2 separate regions of the Rattus norvegicus genome follow, and region 1 is linked to region 2. A link is a contact called in public Hi-C data. All regions are on one chromosome and are shown on one strand. Each heading gives the region's core, a stretch centred on a gene start, on an enhancer-like site or on the middle of the called end of the contact. The rest is flanking DNA. Distances are from core to core; before and after follow the strand shown.

Region 1 (2,700 bases), core at 105-2,604, 190 kb after region 2:
ATCTAAGAGGAGGGAAAGCTCCTTAGAATACTGGCAGCTCTGTCTACTGCCGACACTGACTGATCTTTAATTCAGTGGGACATGGGGTTCCACACCTGTAATTCCATCACTATGGGGCCTGAGAGAGAAGGATGGAGAGAGTTCAAGAGCAGCCTGGGCTTAACATAGTAAGAACCTGCCTCAAAAAACAAATCCATGCCTGGTGGTGATGGCACTAGCCTTTAATTCCAGAACTGGGCAAAAGTTAGTGGCATGCGGATCTCTGAGTTCAAGGCCAGCCAGGCATAGAGAAACCTTGTCTCGAAGAAAATAACCAAAACTACAAGTCAACAACATAAACCTACATACTGTAGAGATGACTCTGTAGCTAGGAGCACTGGCTGCTGGTTCTTCCTGAGGACCCTGGTTCAATTCCCAGCACCCACATGGTGGCTCACAACCCTCTTTATCTCCAGTCCCAGGATGCCACACACCCTATTATAGATGTGTTCTTTTTCTCTCTACACATGAGTGGTTCTGAGCAATCTTTCATGTGCCTGTTTGCCATTATTAGTATGTTTTTAAGAGAAGTGCCTACAAATCTTTTGCTTATCTTATGTAGATTTATAAAATTAATTTGTTTTCATTTTATATGCATGGGTGTTCTGCCTGCATGTATGTGAGTGCACCACATAGGTACATGTGATAGCCAGAAGAGAGCACAGGATCCTGTACGATTGTGCTAAGCTCAACTTAGCCAACTGGTAAAAGCATATTCATTCACAGAGCTTAACGGTTCCTATAAGAGCATATGTCTTCCCTTCGTTCACTGACCATTATAATTGGCCATCCTTCCCTTTAATGCCAACATTCTGGCCAGGAAATGAAGCATCTTACAGCATCCATCATACACTATAAAGTATTTCTTCTACAGATCCCATTTCCACTATCCGATTGCTAACAGCTTGGGGACTACTTTTCCTCTTTTTCGCCCAGGTCTAACGGTTGGCAAATTAGACTCAAAGACTCCATCAGTTAATTGAAATTCAGGCTCTTAAAGAGTTCATACTCGAGTTATTTGACTAATAGTTATCTGACTGGCGCGTAGGGGCAGAGGAGCTCCCCGAATTAGAAATCTGGTCAAATCCACAAACAGTTCTTAGGGGGAGGTGGGAGCCATTCCACCTAAACCCCAGGCCAGGGACTGCAAACTAGACCCGTCCGGGGACCCAAGCATACCTCAGGTAACTCTCAGCCAGTTGTGGGCTCAAAGTCCCCACTTCCGCTAAACCTTGGGAAGCCTCCATGGCCCAGGAAACTAGAAAGCCAAGGAAACCGGATTCTCCAAGTCGCGCTTGAATTTCGCTCGCTCCCGCCTTACCCAGGCTGGGCGTAGGAACTAGACCGGTAGAACCAACCGCCTGCCGCGAGGCTGGCCAATCCCGGATCTGGTGCTCGAGCGCTGTTTCCTGAGCCCCGCCCAGGAAGGTCTTGCGCCTGCGCAGTTGAGTATTGGCTCTCGCTTGCTACCTTAGCTAGTGTGGCCCTTCATTTTGAGCTGCTGAATCATGTGACCGGTGTTGATTTCACTCCCAGGCTAACCGCGCGGCGATGAGTGTGAATGTTTGAGTACTGAGAGCGAGGGAAAGGAGTTGAGAGAGTGAGTAAAATGCGCGCGTGTTTCTCTTGTCCTTGTGAGTGGAGGCTATCTTATTGTAATGGCCCATAGAGGTCTCCATTGCCCCTTTTCCTCCCCGCCAGTGCTTGGCACTGAACAAACTTTGAATTCACAGACATAGAGGTGCAGTCCTGCAACCTAAAGCTGACACTGAAGAAAGGTTTTCAAAGACAAAGCCTAAGCCGCTCGTGGTGGTACACACCTCTGATAGCAGTGTTTAGGAGGCAGAGGCAGGAGGATCTCAAGACCCAGCTCTCTCTCTCTCTCTCTCTCTCTCTCTCTCTCTCTCTCTCTCTCTCACACACACAGAGAGAGAGAGAGAGAGAGAGAGAGAGAGAGAGAGAGAGAGAGAGAGAGAGACCCTTATTTACACAGTACTAAACAGATTCAGCAGGTTTTCTATAGAAGAGGTTATGTATTTGAGAGGTTAGAAGGAATGGAAATCTTGTTAACACAGTACTCATATATGAAATCCTGAAGAATTTTCAATGTAAAAAAAAATAATAGCTGGATTTGGCGGCACAAGCCTGTTAGGTTTTAGATAAGGGACAAATGGCTGAGGTGCATATATAACATACCAAAGTGGGCCTGGCCCCTAGGTTTTCCCAACATCCTTCAGTCCTTGTTAAAGGACATGACTGGCAAACCCCACCCTCTACACTGAACTTTCCAACCCAGGGGCTGGGCCACCCAGCGGCTCTTCATTATGTAATTCAGACATTTTTTTCCCCTCTTTTCTCTCTACATGCCTGCTTTCTCTTTTTTTCTCTTCTCTTCTCTGTCTACCTTTCCTTGGTGACTTTACTGACCCCCTTCTGTGTGGTGAGTGAACTTGCCTAAAAGCTGCCCCCAATACACCTGCCTTTATAATTTAATTTGACTTGAATTGGCTCATTTCATCAATGGAGGTACCTTATCAAAGCCTAGGGTTCCAGCACCTTTGAGATGGAAACAGAAGGATTACAAATTCAAAATCCGTGGTTCAAGCCATCCCAAGCATCTTATTGAGACCCTGTGAGTGCTGGGGCTATATACCTCAGTAG
Region 2 (2,740 bases), core at 156-2,655:
CAAACCTTAGGTCTACAAAGACTGTCAGCATCATGGAAGCAGTTGTTAGCTATGGCTTTTCACACTTTCCCCAGAGGGGACAGTGGGACCTGGGTTATGGTTTCTTTGACTTCCACAAATGCTGTCTGGGCAAGCAGCTCTGCGCCTACCTATATTCCCTTCAGCCCACAGGATAGGCACTGCCCTCACACATCTGGATTCTCTTCTGTACATTTATTGTCTCCAAAGCAGAGGCGGGACCTTAGCTTCAGGCTGTGCTCTGTTTTACTTACAATCTAAGAAAACAAGCAATATATCACTAATAAAGAAAATAAAACCAGCAGTGGCAGACACCAGAGACAGGCACAAAGGTGATGTGGACTTTAACTGTATAACTTTTTGATCTACCAGTAAACCCTCCTAACCCCAGAGCCATAGCCAATCATTCAACTGCACACCCTACCAAGGTTCCAGGGTTATCTTAGCTGCCTCTCTCCCCCATATGTTCCAATTTCTGGTACACATTACTAATTCACAGGTCCTGCCCCTGTCCCCTGCTCCGTTTTGTTTTGTTTTGTTTTGGAAACAGTCTCACTATTCTCAACTACTTAGCTTTGGCATCCTGTAACTCACTATGTGGAGCAAGTTGGCCTCGAACCCACGGAAATCTGCCTGCCTCCATCTCCCGAGTGCTAGAACTAAAGGCATGTGTCACTATGCCCAGCTCTGTGTCCCCACTCCTTAACTCAAAACATTTCACACACTCAAACCCCACACCTGTCTGCCTTTCTCATTAAGAGCTATTTTACAGCTTTTATTTTTGAAATGGTAAATGTTTGCTATAATGCTCGAATTTCAAAGTCCTTTATGACATCATCGTCTAAGTGACCCTTCCTGAATGTGTCTGGTGTGTGTGAGGGGGGGAGGGGGCGCAATTTGATGCTGTCGAAAGCCCATCTCGCCGTGAACTTTGGAGTCACGCTCACAGAGTCATATAGCCCCTCCCCTACTCCTTAACGCCCCCATCTTCCTCTGGTCCCTATTAGAAGTTGTAATGAATTGACGCGCGGGGTGGGGGGAGAGGGGGTCGTATGGCATTGGAGGTGACAAGTGCTTCCAGCATTGGAAACACGAATAATGCTGGGCTTCACGCAGGACTGGGCAGGGAGGGCAGAGCAGGTTCCGTCAGGACCATGTCCCCCGGCTGGTTTGCGTGAGCAGAGCAGCTCTGTGCAGCTCCGCGCGTCACCAGGCGCGTGCGGAGGCGGCAAGAGCGGCGGGCGGTGAGTCATGGTCCCCGCGCACCTCCGGAACTGGAGGCTGCTTGGCGGGGCACCGCCCCCGCATAGCTCCCCGCTCCTCCCCGCTCCTGGGGGCGGACGGACGGCATCAAGGCCCGATGCTGGGCGGTAGAGGGCGCTGCTGTTCAGCTGCTGGCAAGCCAAACCAAGAAGTCTGGAGCTGCTTCTGGCTGGGCGGGATGAACAGCGGCACAGAGGTGGGGCGAGTCGGGGAATGAACGTCAGTGCAGCCTAGACGTTTTTTAAGAGAAAGGAAGTGCACTTCAGAATGATTCATCCCTGCACAGAGAGATGGGGCAGTGGATCCTCCCCACCCCCACCCCCAGCCCCGCAGAAGAATGTCTTTCTTGCTTGGCCCAAGCTGTCTAATGTTGGCAGCATTGTCCTCTCCTCAGAGAGGGTCCCTGATAGAGCGGGTTACCCCTTCAAAATGGATCTACCCAGGGGACCTAGCCAGCAACCTTCTTTCCTCTGATGATTGCCACTTGAGGAAATGGCCTAAGATTTGAGCTGGCAGTAATGCAGGGCAAGAGAAAGTGCTCTACTTACTGGGGACCAAAGTTTCACTGTTGTTTTTTTTTTTGTCTTGAAATTGCTGTGTGTGTGTGTGTGTGTGTGTGTGTGTGTGTGTGTGTGTCCGTCCTTGAACTTTTGCTCAGGGCTAGATAAGTGCTATTTAACTGAGCAGCATCCCCAACCCCAAGCTTAAGCTCCATCATTCATTCATTCATTCATTCATTCATTCATGCATTCATTCTGAAAATCTTCACTATTTTCGGAAAGCCAGTCACAGTGCAGAGAAGGGAGCAAGCCAAATGTTTGAACAGCGCTATGCTTGACACAAGGCACCTAAGTAAATACATGCAAGGACTTCACGATGCACCCTGGGACAGAGTCGTTTTGGTCGCTGATGCATTCTGGGGGGGGGGGGCATACAACGGTTACTGACACACAATAGACACTCTTGTCCAGTGAATGCTAGAGAAGTCCAGGAGACTGCATGGAACCCAGAGGAGTCCAGGATGAAGACGTTGTTAGCCGGTCAGATAAGGGCCAGATGGCGAACAGCACAGACAGAAAAGAGCCTCCGCAAAGTACAGAGCTCTCTGTCCTCACCTCCCTGTGCCTCACTTCCCTCATTCAAGGAGAAGACCAGAGAGATGGCTCTGCAATCTAAGGTTGCTTCCAGCAGTGAGCCCAAGTATGTAGGTTAGGGCCAGACCGAGCTTTTCAGCCTTTCAGCCAGGGAGGCTAAGGTTTTGACCTCTGGCTTAGCGCATCTTCAGATTACAAGCTTGCCTAGTTTCCCTGCTCCTCCCTCCCCTCACTGTCTTCCCTCAAACTCCCACAGAATAAATTATCTGTGGCATGAAAGTCTGTGCTTGGGTTTTGCCATGAGGTTTATTTTTTGTATTAATTTATGTTTCAAAATAAAGTCTTTGTTATTTACAGATTTTTAT

What was found. A called contact is a pair of places that touch in the nucleus more often than the background predicts.
Region 1: a Hi-C map of Schwann cells shows a contact between it and region 2, with 2.6 times the contacts expected there. The contact joins the promoter of Ercc6l here to the enhancer-like site in region 2.

What each region holds. Positions count from the first base shown.
Region 1 is chrX:71,299,832-71,302,531 of GRCr8, forward strand. It overlaps Ercc6l (ERCC excision repair 6 like, spindle assembly checkpoint helicase), which reads right to left and starts at 1,355. Exons shown (of 2, transcript NM_001098674.1): 1 at 1,219-1,355. The coding sequence starts at 1,286. It overlaps LOC134484080 (a long non-coding RNA gene), which reads left to right and starts at 1,297. Exons shown (of 2, transcript XR_010061429.1): 1 at 1,297-1,639.
Region 2 is chrX:71,112,851-71,115,590 of GRCr8, forward strand. All of the region lies in intron 2 of Nhsl2 (NHS-like 2), which reads left to right. Among named protein-coding and RNA genes, the nearest start is that of Nhsl2, 100 kb to the left of the region's middle. Within about 2 kb of position 1,406, at least 28 of the 93 cell types and tissues checked have an H3K27ac peak or open chromatin away from gene starts, as enhancers often do. A contact at or near this core is called in Schwann cells, where this site is marked.